Regions from separate parts of the Gossypium arboreum genome. Here all the other regions are linked to region 3. The links are chromatin contacts, called in public Hi-C maps. All regions are on one chromosome and are shown on one strand. The core of a region is the stretch at or near the end of the contact, and the rest is flanking DNA. Distances in the headings are between cores, read along the strand shown. Region 1 holds the start of LOC108455989. Region 2 holds the start of LOC108475966. Region 3 holds the start of LOC108485915 (zinc finger protein GIS3-like).

The links. Hi-C and Micro-C count contacts between places; a contact is called where the count stands out from the background.
Region 1: a Hi-C map of leaf shows a contact between it and region 3, with 1.9 times the contacts expected there. The contact joins the promoter of LOC108455989 here to the promoter of LOC108485915 in region 3. A contact is called at or near these places in 2 of 5 Hi-C or Micro-C datasets (both in leaf).
Region 2: a contact with region 3 is called in a Hi-C map of leaf, with 2.2 times the contacts expected there. The contact joins the promoter of LOC108475966 here to the promoter of LOC108485915 in region 3. A contact is called at or near these places in 2 of 5 Hi-C or Micro-C datasets (both in leaf).

The regions. Positions count from the first base shown.
Region 1 is chr3:10,221,063-10,225,431 of ASM2569848v2, reverse strand. LOC108455989 reads right to left here and starts at 2,480. Exons shown (of 3, transcript XR_008279945.1): 1 at 1,862-2,480; 2 at 1,121-1,212; 3 at 324-400.
Region 2 is chr3:10,528,493-10,533,135 of ASM2569848v2, reverse strand. LOC108475966 reads right to left here and starts at 2,751. Exons shown (of 12, transcript XM_053025515.1): 1 at 2,145-2,751; 2 at 1,892-2,039; 3 at 968-1,122. The coding sequence starts at 2,381.
Region 3 is chr3:10,371,274-10,375,711 of ASM2569848v2, reverse strand. LOC108485915 (zinc finger protein GIS3-like) reads left to right here and starts at 2,334. Exons shown (of 1, transcript XM_017789758.2): 1 at 2,334-3,352. The coding sequence starts at 2,530. The coding sequence ends at 3,255.

The sequences.
Region 1 (4,369 bases), core at 1,231-3,730, 150 kb after region 3:
GAATTTACTAATGAAGAATTCATAGTGAACGGTTTGACATTTGTTTTAATGTTGAAGCTCCAACTTCATTCCATCGATTTCTTTTTTTCAGTTTTTAATGTAGTTTTTATTTTATTTATAAGCATTTTTAAAAAAAAAAATATGATTGGGCTTTGGAAATATTAAGAGGTAACGATGAATTGTCTTGAAAAGTATTGAAAATATAAAAAAAAAAATCAGATTAAGATTAGTAACTATGAAGTTGAGAAGAATAGGCGACATAAACTGGGCTTAAGACAGGTCCAAATATTATTACGCTGGTTAATAATATATGCGTGCATATGTGAGAAAAAATCGACCCATTATGAGAATTTCAATAATTAAAATATGATTGTTGGATGAATAATCACGTAGAACCAACCTAAAAAGAAAGTATAAAAGAATATGATAAATAAATGGGGCAAAATTATTAAAAAATTATAATAACTTGGAATATAATATAATAATAAATAATAAATAATAAATAATACAAACAAGATGAAACATGATACAAAGGAAGTTATAACATAACATAATTGTACGGCAGCCCTCTGAGAATTTAACATCTATTTAGTTTTTCAGAATTAGTCTAAATGTTGAACTTGAATTATTGATTTTTACTAATTCTTTTTATTTTTCATATAAAATGGTTTTGCTAATTCATTTCATGTCAATTAGGTCTAACAATTTTATCCAAATAGAGACTAACATCTCAAATTTCATAAAGCATGAGAGCCAACTTCTTACAAATTAGAGTAGAATGACTAATTTATTAATTTTCGTAAAGTAAAAATAAAAAATAAAAAGTTATAAAACAAACATCAAAGTTTATATAAAACAAATCAATAACATATAAAACGGTGAAAGTACCTAGTAGCTTCTTTTATTCTAGGGATTGGATTAAATTGAACTAGCCGGATCAATTTAATTTATGTATTATTAAAAAAATTTAAGAAAAAGAGTTAACATTTATTGTTTAACAATGTTAATATTTTAAAAGTTTTATAGTTTTTATAGTTTTTTTTTTTTAGATTTGTAAATTCATGTATAAGGATTAAATTGATCTAATCTTTGTAATAGAAATACTTAACAGGAATTTTACCCATATCAAACTCATGAATTCCGGCGACAATATTGCTCCCAATTTTATTTCCTTCTTTTCAGATTCCCAATCCCATCTGCATTCTTTTATTCCTACAATATATCAAAATCCATGGATATGATTTATGGGTATGGAGAAGGAAAGTCTGATACGTTGAATGATCCCAAGTCTAATTTGATGAATCTGACAAATAATAAGGTTAGAACAAAAATCTCGATTTATGTAATTAATTTTAATTTTTATGATAGTGAAAAATATTTTAAAATTTTAAAGAGATAATTATGAAACAAACCTCATAGAACAAATCACATTTTATCTCTAAAAATAAATAATTATTGTATATTTGTTGTAATTATGGAGAGTTTGGTTGAATTGAAAAATCAACGTATGTGAAGGTTGAAAATTTAGGTTTGACAAAGATTTGAATGTTGATAAATTAAAATAAGAAAAACATTTAATATCTAAATAATTTAATTTATGAAAAACATTTAAAATAAGAAAATAATTTAATTTACGAATAATAGTTAACGTTTGATAAATTATTAGAAATCCATAAAATCAAAATAAAAAAGTTTAAATATTATCACATATTAAATAGAACACGTGTCATCTTTTAACAATATATCAATCTGAAGCCCAGCATTTGGATACAAGGGGGAGAGAGAGAGAGAGAGAAGAAGAAGAAGCAAAATTTTGGTTTTAAGAAAGAAATGCGTTTAAGAAGAGATTTAAACGCCTCACCCAAATAATATGATTACTCAGGGATGGTCTGAAGCATGGGACGCCAAGCCTTCCTCAACACCATCCTATGCCTAAACCCAATCCACCCTGCCCGTGCCGATCCCGCTTCACCTCCCAACCCATTCACACCGCCAAGTTTCGTCGCCACTTGAACGTCGCCCTTCCCGCCAAATTCCTCCTTCACCACTTTTCCTTGGTCCTCCTCGTATCCTCCTCCTGATGATACGAATAAATCCTTCAAAGTGCGACCACTTAAATCCTTGTCGCCCTTCTTTTTCTCACCTGAAATGCCGAAGAAACTCTGTGGATACGCCATTTCCCGGCAACTTGACGATTTGCGACTACCGCTTCTGGTAAGAAGCATTCGGAGTGTGGTTTTAGGGCGGCGGAAGTTGAGGAGGGGGCTCGTCCTTGGACTTCGTGTTGGGCTTTGGGTGACGCCGCATTGTGTCGCCAATAGCTTGAATTTCTGCAGCGTCGTCATATTGGTTTCAGGTTGGGTCTGTGTTGAAGGGTTATATGGGGAAATTTTAAGTGAAGTGATTGGGAGGGTTTGGAATTTGAAACTTTGGCAGCAGAAGGATGGATTGAGATTTTGGGGGGTATTGGTTGCTTGAAAGCAAAAGAAAGGAATCTATGTTGGAGACTTTTGCATGCTTTTTCTTTATTAATTTTCAAAAGGGCAGTCTTTGAATAGAATTTTCTTTTCTCTTGGAAGAGATGAAAAGGTAGGACCCAAGAGCCAGCCCAGAGGCTGCATTTTCCAAGAAAATTCTAAATTTATACCCACTTTGGTCTTTCGATGATGACTGGAAACCATTTATCATTTTTATATATTTATTTAACAAATTTATATTAATTAATATAATATCTACTTGAAATGAAACATTTTAGTATAATGAATCCAGATCTCATATTTTTTCTACATTTAAAACATACAATATTTTTTTTCTAAATGAAATGCTAATTTCATCTGAAATTGTGATTCAATTCAATTTAAGTATTAATATTTATATTAAATCAAAATTATAAGGATATTATAAAAGTAATCATTTTAGCCCTCTATTAAATTATTCGACTCTTTTAGTCATTAACTTTGTATTTGTCAAATCATCACAAAAATGGATAGCAAAATATAATGTTTATTAACTTTATTAACATGACATGCACATGAATTGCCATGTGGATGCCGCCACGTCAGCAATTAATTATTTTTTAATATTTTAAAATTTTAAAAATTAATTGCTAATGTGGCATACATGTAAATAAGTTAACAGATGTTAACTTTTCCATCTATTTTGGAGTGATTTAATAAACAATACAAATTTAAGGACTAAAAGAGACGAAAAATTAAATGAATGGCTAAAATGACCCCCTTTCTTTTATGAATTTTTATAATTTTTAAATTATTTACATAATATATGAAGAGTTTTATTATTCTAAATGTGACCTAAATTTAAGTCGTGTTAATTATAATTGTTATTTAGGTTTTACATAACCCTGTCATTGTAATTAAAAAACATATTTTATAATATTAGGAAATAGTGATTCAATCTCTTCCCTAACCAAAGCATGAAACTCTATTGTCATAAAATGAGAGGCACGTGAATCGGGCATTTCATCTCCTTTTCCACCGCACATCTCCTTTCTAGAAAGAATAGAATCACGTGTCACCCTTCGAGGCACCAAAAACAACACCGTCCACTCCTACTTACATTTTCTTAATTTCTACCTTAAAATCATACATTATATTTTTTGAAAATTATAAATCTAGTGTAACTTTTTTTACTTTTCAAATTTTAAAATTTAAGTTTAAATATTAATACGGTTATTTTTTTTAAATTTAAATTGATTACAAAATTATTATTTTTAATCACATGACTACTAAGTAAGTTTTTTTTATTTCAAAATATCATAACAATAAATTTAATAAAAATTTAAATAACATTAACAATTAGATCTGAATTTTGAAATTTAAAAATAGAGATTAAATTTCATAAAATAAAAGTACAGGATTGAATTCTTAATTTTCAAAAAGTATAATGACTTATAGCATATTTGAATCTAATTTCTATGTTCTTCATGCTTGAACACCTATGCCATTGTGAAATTTAGTATCGCTTCAACACAAATCACTACATATTATTTTTATTAATATATTCAAAATTTCAAACTCATCAACTTCAAAAGTGATCAAATCAATATCATATTTTAATTTAGGTTTAAATTGCTTTACCTAGGAGACAATCATGCAACAAGAGATCCACTCCAAACTCTTATTCACCTATCAATATTCCCTTTCTCAAAATAGAACAAGACATAAGATCGGATATGTGGCATACATTTTACTCAAATACAACCTCAACAACTCTAAACCACTACCTCTAGAGGCTCTTCACACTATTCACATTGTGAACCACTTTCATTTTAATGATTTTCTACACTTCTTACATCTTATACTATTATACACCTTATATAACTTAAACATGATTATCTTTAGGAAACATA
Region 2 (4,643 bases), core at 1,502-4,001, 160 kb before region 3:
TAATCACGACAATAAAAAAATGTCAATCCTTTTTCTCCAAGTAAAATAAGATGGACAATCTTAAGCCAAATCCTATTTTATATGTATATGTGTACATAAAGGTATACATATATGGATATGCATATGCATATAATATATATATATGTTCCAAGACGCAAACATTAAGAAAGGATTCCTATGGAGACTTAATGAAAGATGTTAAAACAAACAAGGCTGACAGCCTTTACATTCATAAAGGAATCCTTCCTTAAAAATTCCAGAAATTATGACGAATACACGTCATACGGTCAATAAAAACTCTGATAAAGGGCAACCCAAAATGTATGCACATAGATGAGAAATAAATCAATTTTTATTTCTAGGATGATGTACATAGCAGAGAATAAACAACTCCATTCATAGTCTTATAGACTTATACTGTTACAAGCACTAGGAACTACCTGTATCTAGCAGCACACTAGCGGTTAAACATCAATTCTGTACACTTCAAATTCGTACTTGCTAAAAGTGTATTATAAGTTGAAAACTATGAAAATACGTGCCCAGAAAAGCAGACCTTAAACTTCCAGAAAAACTCTCCTAGCCAACTGGACATCAGAGGCTAAAAATCTGCAATCTTAAAAGTTGTACTTAAAGCTTCTTTGGCAATAGAATCTTCATTTGCTAGAAGTAGGCAGTGGACTTTCATATTCATATTTTCACTTTGAAAAATTAAAAAGCACAGCCTAATCATCTCTCCAATAACTTGCCTTTCTGGAGCAAACTTCATCGAAGCATGAAAACAAAGAGATGGATTTCTAATAATAGGGAATTAAGAATCGATCTACTGCCCTTGGAAGTTATACTTTCATAAAATTTGGTCATAAACACCCCTAAATTGTTAATGTCTAGACCACATTCTTCCTTATGGCTAATGCAGCATGCTGTGATAGATCATTATCAGTCAGTCACTCGAAAGACAGCAAACCTGATAACGCAACATGGGTGGTAATGTCCATGCAGCAGACTGCAATGAGTCGTTTATAAGAGCAAGAACTACCAAAGGCCCTACACGATCACTACAAGGTTTCACCTCCAGAAGCCAAGTAAGACAGCTTTCAGTAGACATCCACTTCCACAGCCCTGAACAAGTAATGGAGCATTTCTAACAATAAGTTGCTTGTGCTACAGCATATTCTGGTGACAGAGTCAACAAAATCATAACCCATAGGGTTTGAACAATAACATTCTAATAAGCTATGAAGCACAGACACAGACACACAATACGGGTACGACACAATACAGAACAGGGTCACCACTGCCACTCCAGCTGCTGTCAATGGTGTCGAAATATTGTAAAATACCCTCAGTATATCTCTCTCAACTTCTCACATGCACCAGATTAGAGTTTAGAAAATCTTAACGATAAAGTCTAGATCTAGGTTTCAAACAGAGATTTTCTATCACTATTATGATGTTTTCAACTATTTTCAACCACCAAAATCCCGTGTCCTTGTGTGTCTCGCCGTATCTGATTTTTTTTTTTCCGTATTTTGATGTGTCTGGTAGGTATTCCGGCATGTCCATGTCGGGTAACCTGTTGAGATAGGTACGAGGGACTTTCCGGCGTGTCCGTGCTTCATAGCTAATAAGCTTTTGGTAACAATTAAAGATAAAATCTGCCCTCTTTTTGGCGAGCCCCAATTTGATCAATTTTACAACTTAACAAACTCTCAGCTGAAGCCCTTTGTAGATCAAGTTAATCTATGAATTAAAAATCTCCATTTTATTTTTTCACCCAATAACTTCTCTTATGCATTTTTAGAAATAAGCATCGAGATTCTAGAAGACTTAGCCAATACAAAGTTAAACCAACTATATTTAGCTTGATGAACGAGTACAATAAACATACCTTGACAATTTTGATTTCCGTCCAACAATTTGCCCATAATAAACACAGTATTAACTGGAAACCCAGGTCCGAACTCAGCTTCCTCCACATACTTGAACAAACTCCACTCCCCTACATCATTCACCTTTAAACCCAATTTTTCCAGCACCTAGAAAGAATAACGAATTAACCACCATCAGATAACAGAAACTCGAAAATGAAATTATTCATTTAAAAAGGAAATAAAATTGACCCCAGTAAGAGCAAGTTGGACATCAAATTTAGTCAAATCAATGTTGTGAGAGGACTGGGCGCCCTGGATAACGATCCCAGGGTGGGAGTGATCGTGTTGAAGGTTGAGAAGCGTGGAAGGAAGGTCCCAGAGATCAGAATCCACATAAGAATCGTACTGGTCTTCGCTGAATTTAGGCGGTGGAGTTTGCTTAAGGAGGAGGAATTCAGCGTCGTTTGACTGGTTTTTGAGGATAACAGCAAGATTATGAGTAGCCATTTTTTTCCTACTTTTTTGGTTGTTAGAGAAATGAGAAGAAGGTTGAATCCATAGTGAGGAAGGTGATTAAAACGTACAGCTTAAATGGTTGTCGACGGAAGGTAGGCTGCGGCGGGTAGGTAAATTATTGGTTAAGAATTAAATAAAATAAAAGTGCTGATACTGGTACTGAGACCGGGAGTTCATAGCTTAGTTGGCGGTTGATGACCAGGGACGGAACTACGTGGAGAGACGAGGTAGGGATGCCACTGAAGCGGCGCCGGGTGGATGCTACACCACCATAATTAGCAGGCTTTGCTTCACTACTCGCTCTACAGTGAATGTTGAATGCATCTTCAATTTCGCTTCAATTTAATTTTTACTATTTATTTTTAATAATTTTAATATTTTTAAAATCAACTAAATAATTAAATGTAATTTTTTAAAAAATATTTCAACATAAAAAAAGGATAATGCAGACATGCAATTACTATTGTAAGACCCAAATTTTGCCCGGGACCCAATAAAACTAAACCCAAATTAAACCTAGCCTATTATCCAGTTACAAGCCTAAACCCAATTTTGGCCCAACCTAATCCCAACACAAACACAAAAAAAAATAAATAAATAAATAAAAACCTTGGCCACCTAATCCACCACCTTTGTTGGCCACCCACCTTGGCCACCAACTCCACCACTCTTGGCCACCTAAATCACCCCAACCACTCCACTTGTAAAATTTGGCTATAAAAGCCATTCAAGACTTTGTTTTAGGGGGTTTTGGGTTTTTTGGAGGAGGATTGTTCTTTGTTTTGGAGGAGATTTTTTTTTATTTTTTGGAGGTGTTTTTTTGTTTTTTTGGAAAGAAGGTTGTTTTTGTTTCTTGGAAAGGCTAGTTTTTGGAGATTAATCAAAGATCAAAGTAAAAGAGGTTTCTTTTGTCTATTCTCATCTTTAGTTCTTTGTTTGTTTATTGTTTTCCTTTCAATTTTATTTTGTTTTTTTTATACGAAAGTAAAAATAAAAGTAAGAAGTTTACCCATATTTTCATTACTGAAAAAGGTTTTTTTAGGTCCCATTGTCAGTGTGTGGTGGTACTGATGATGTGCCCATGGAGGGTCTATGATGAAATAAAAGTTTTAATTAACTACGGATTTAGAAAAAGGAGAAAGAGAGTTGAGAGCTTTGTTTTATTATTTTATTATTTTTACTATTATTTATATTATTATTATTTCTCATGTATATATTATTATTTATATTATTATTATATTATATATGCCTCTCCATATTTATTTATATTATTACTATCATTATTGTTACTTTTATTATTTTTATTTCTAACTACTATTATTATATATATATATATGTATTATTGTTTGTATTATTATTATTATTATCACCCTATTGTTATTACTTTACTTTTGTATTCTAATATATTATTAATATTACTCATATTTTCATTATTTTTGCTATCACTATTATTATTATATATTAGTGTATATTTTTATGTATATATATATATTTATATATAGTATTGTTTTTATTACTTTAATTTAATATTTTTATTATATTTGCTTTTTGTATTTCTATATTTATTATTATTATATAGTAGTGTGTATTTCTATTATATACATATATATATATGTATTTATATATAGTATTATTGTTTACTTTACTTTAATATTATTCTTATTATCATTATATCCAACCCAATAATAATTCTTTTATAAAGTAATATTCAGTATTTGGTAATTCGAGACAATCGTGCCCTAACTTATTGGGTTTCGATTTTCTCCTTTAACCTAAATAACGGAATACTCTTTTAAATCGTGACATGAGTTTTGAAAAATGTTTATTCTCGGAGATACGAGGTGTTGTGCCCTAACTTCTCGGGTATGGCATTTTGTTACATCGAAATAAGATTTTTGCAAGTAAAGGCAATATTCAAGTGTTTGAGAATTGAGGAAACGTGCCTAACTTACTGGGTTTCGATTTTCCTCGCTCACCTTAACTAATGAATAACTTTTTGAAATACACGAATTTTTATATAAAAGGCAAGCTCGTTCTCGAAAATTCAAGATGTCGTGTCCTAACTTACTGGATGTGACATTTTATATTGTGAGACGAGAAGGTCCTTAACATTTGAGCATTTTCTTTACAAAGAGGGTCATATTTTAAATTCTTTCAAGTTTTCAAATTTTCGACACTAAGACACTAATTAATCAACTAGGTACCAATTTTGGGCGATCGAGGGTGCTAATCCTTCCTCGTATGCGTAACCGA
Region 3 (4,438 bases), core at 1,085-3,584:
CGGATCATCACAACCATCTCATCTCTTACCTGCTTGTTGAAACCCGCAAGAAATTTGTCGTTATGAAGGCCAAGAAAGAATCTAAGAACTTAGCTTAGAGATGAAGTTAGGCTTCATATATTCATACATATATAGGCTTAGAAATTAATATAAAATGGATTTTTCTTAATTAAAATACAACAAAGAGGGAGCACATGTTGATGTTAGTAATAATCATGAAAGAGATCTAACGGTTGGAAAGAAAATGAGGTTTTGGAGAAAAAGGAGAGGTAGCAATGGGTGGGTGGGTTTGTTTTATGGGGAAAATGGACAAAAGTGAAAGAGGCGTTTGAATGGAACACACATGAGAAAGGGGAGACAAAGGTGGGTCATATTTGGAGTTGTGACCAACACTAACACTTAGTAATAGCTTTTGCATATATAATACAAATTATAATAATATATTAATCCACATTTAATTATTCCCTTTCTAAGTGGGAGTACAATTTTAAGATATTAAAATTCATATGGGTTGGAGTGATAAAATTTTCGATTATATTTTTAAATAAGACTTCAAATTTTATAAATAACAAAAAATATATATTAAGAGAGTTTTACTTTTTATTCAATGATAGGACTTGATTTCATTTCAAATTTAATCGTACCTAATATAATTGGATTAAAAAAAGAAACCCCAAAACTTTTCTCTCTCTCGTAGTTAGTAAGATTCGGATAGATCTTGGCAAAGCAAGAAAATTGCATAAAGAAATACAGATTTCAACGTCAATCACGCTAACATCCTAAACAATTATTATTCATCATCAACACGTAAAGATGGGTCTCTTTTCGTAGTTGTAAAACACCTGAACATTCATTCCTTCATTTTCTTCCCCCTTTCCGTCCATTAATTTCGATACCCCCCAAACCCTACTTCCATTTATATTCAGACCAGGCAAGTGAAAGCTTTGCTTCACGTGGTTGACTTAGACTAAACTCCCATCTTGCCATTGCCAGAAAGTTTTATCTGATGTGAAACATGCGTAACCCTTTCTAGATATGCACCTGCCCTATAACCCTACAACATTATATAATGCATGAGTGTATTGACACTTTTAAAAGTTTGGGGTTGTGTGGAAGAGAAGTTCTATATCTATGTCATCCATGAATAGTTAGATTATCGATATATCGCCATTACCATACGTTTAAAACTTGAAATTCAAGGTTTTTTTCCCCACCTTTTTTTTCCTTTGTGTGTGTGTGGGGTAATTTTGGGAAACACAGCTAAGTGGTGCTATATATATATATATATGCATGCATGGATTTACATGTTAGATTTAATTTGACTTTTTAGAGAGAAATGAGGGGCGAGAGTGGTGGTGGGTGGCGGTGTCGGCTCCTGAGATTGAGCTGAAGTGAAGCGCGGGAGAGAGAGAGAGAGAACAAATAAAAACAAAAATTAACAACTATAAAAGAGGAGAGAGAGAGAGAGAGAGAGAGAGAGAGAGAAGGCATTTTTGGTAGCAGAGAGATTTGCCAGGGAATTAAAGACTTAAGAGATGGGCATCACGGCGTTTCATTGGAGACAGTTCCACTAACGTTACTGTTTTCTTAATTAATTAATCTACTTGATAAATAAAGAAAGAAAGAAAGAATAAATTCATGGTGATTACCAAAAAAAGGTCCCCAGTTTTCCAACATGTGTCATCATCTCGAATGGAATCTTTTTATTAGTACACTCATTTTGTTTGTTAGTAAATTTAGTTAATTAAAAACCATACCCTGTTGATGCCCACCATGAACAGGGATCTAGCTACCTATAGAGTCTACATAGACCTCACTTCACTTCAGATTACCCTCACCGGCTCCTTGGAATTGAACGTGTCGTGTAAGAACATTATTTAGAAATCTGTCATTAACCCAACCAATGTATGAAAACAACTTTATTAGCTTCTCATTGGCCATTCAAACCTTTTCCATCTACAGCATAGTGGTCCAGATCACTCCCCCTTACCTCCTATCTGTTTTCTAACCTAATTGCTTCACGTTCTCTACAAAAGTTCCCATTATATTAAGAACCTCCCACAATTGCTTTTTGGATACCCATTTTCACTCAAATGATGCTCCTTATTTAAAATAAATAAATAAACATGGACCAACTCAATCATTTTTATTCTTGTATGTATAAATATAAACAAGCTTTAAAAAAACCCCAAAAAAGAAAATAAATGCAACGCAATGCATTGATGAAGTAACAGTATCAAATTAGAGAAATAGGTACACTAAGCGAAGACAAGGCTTGGGTGAGGGTCCCAAGTCAAGTGTTCTCGGGTCTTGTCGTGTTCCCTAATACTCTCTTTTTCTTTTTCCCCCTTGGGATATCCGAAATCTTTCTCTTTCATCCTAAGTTGTACTGTTCATGTTCTACAAATCCTTTTTTTTTTTTATCATGTATATATACCCCCACACATGCAACTCTTCCCCTTACATTACATTACATTGAACAACTAAACTATTCTTCTTCATTTCTCTTTCTATTTTTCTCTAGTTAACATGGCAGAGTTAGAATACCAAGCTAATACCAAAACCAACAGCGCCACTACTGCACGTCTAAAGCTCTTCGGCTTCAACGTCTCAGAAGATGATGATGTTTTGGAATCCAGCACCACCAAAGATCCATCATCAGGGTCTTCAGAGCCAGGTGGCTTCCCTGCTCCTGGTGACCGCAAATACGAGTGTCAGTATTGTTGCCGTGAGTTTGCCAACTCTCAAGCTTTAGGAGGTCACCAGAACGCTCATAAGAAGGAAAGGCAACAGCTCAAGCGTGCTCAACTTCAAGCCACTCGAAGCGCCGCGGTTTCGTTTGCTAGGAACCCTATCATCTCTGCTTTTGCTCCTCCACCGCATCTCTTAGCGTCGGCTACACCCGTCGTGGTGCCAGCTGCGGCGGGACCGTCTTGGGTTTACTTGCCACGAGGAGGGCCACCTCCTTTCCACGTCTCACATGGCTGTGTGATTCCAAGCGCTGGTGGTGGAGGAGGAGGTGGTGGAGTGGGGAGGGGGCCAGCGGGGGTACCTTATGGTGGTGGTGGTGGTGGTGGTGGTTTGGGGGATCCGGGCGTAAGCGTTGGCCCCCAAGTGATGCAAGGTGGGGGCCACCATGGACGTGGTGTTGATGGACCCTCGTTGCGTAGGTTTTCAAAGGGAGATGGTGGCCCCAGTTTTGATGATGCATTGGGCTTAGATTTGCACCTTAGTCTTGCTCCAGCCAGGCCTTGACTCGGTCTTTAGTGTTTGGGATCTTTGTACATTTTCAAACAATTTTATTTTTTTATTTATTTTTATCAGGGAAATTATTTGTTTCACTTGCACAAAACTTTTTTTCCCCTTTTTTAAAGTTATATAATCACTTAACTTTCCTCACCAATTTTAATTTTGTATATTAAGATCTAAATTTAGAATAAAAACTTCATGTATGTAACTCAATTTTCCTCACCAATATGAATTATCTTAAACATCTAAATTTAGAACCAAAACTTTCATGCATATGAGTTAATAGCTTCTTCCCTACTATTATTCTATGTAGCTAAATAAATTAAAAGCTGAAATTCTAGCATCCAAAAATAGGAGCCTAAATAATTAAAAAGGATGGAAACAGTGAGGCACATTTGACATTAGACAAATTTTGTGTCCGTACCTTACAATATATATGCAATTAATGTGTTTATCAAATGAAACACACCCTACAGCTTCACTGGTTGGTTGGTCATTGATGAGTAATGTCGAAAGGTAACACCACAATTTGTCTCTTCCAGCTCCCCGCAAGGAAGCTTATGTGTTAATTTTACGCTATTTACAGAGAATCTGCGTCTGCTAACTTGGTGAGGTGGGGGAAAATGGGGACTTAAATTGGAGACATAATCACCATCCAATCCAGCTCAGTTGTTGTTATACAATATGACCTTTATTATTTATCTCTTACCAATAAGAAACCTTAATTTGCAACCAACAGGAATGGTCTTGAATTGTGTTGTGACACTGCTGTCAGCATTTCCTAGCAACAAAGTTAATTAGCCAATTGCCCCCCAACTTAATGGCAATTGATAAAGAAAGGAGTCTAAGTTCTTGGAACCACTAGGGGTTCTCTCTCTGTGTGTCTTTCTAATAGATTTAAGCCGGGTTGCAACTTGAAGCCATTATCAGTATCTTTTCAAACTTTTCAAGTCGAGATCTATGTCTTAAATCATCTCTAACCTGAAAGAATACAATAACAGTTATGTTGTCAGTGTGAGTACAAACAAGACATGTTAAAGTGAGTTTGATAAAGTCTTAATATGCTTAAAAAAGAAAGGACCAATTGATGGAGGTGCAAACACATGAAGCATGCATGCAGGCCTGTTTCTCCTATACAAGCTGTTAACACTTTTTTGTACTCTCAGGATTATCCATCTAATTAGTTTTG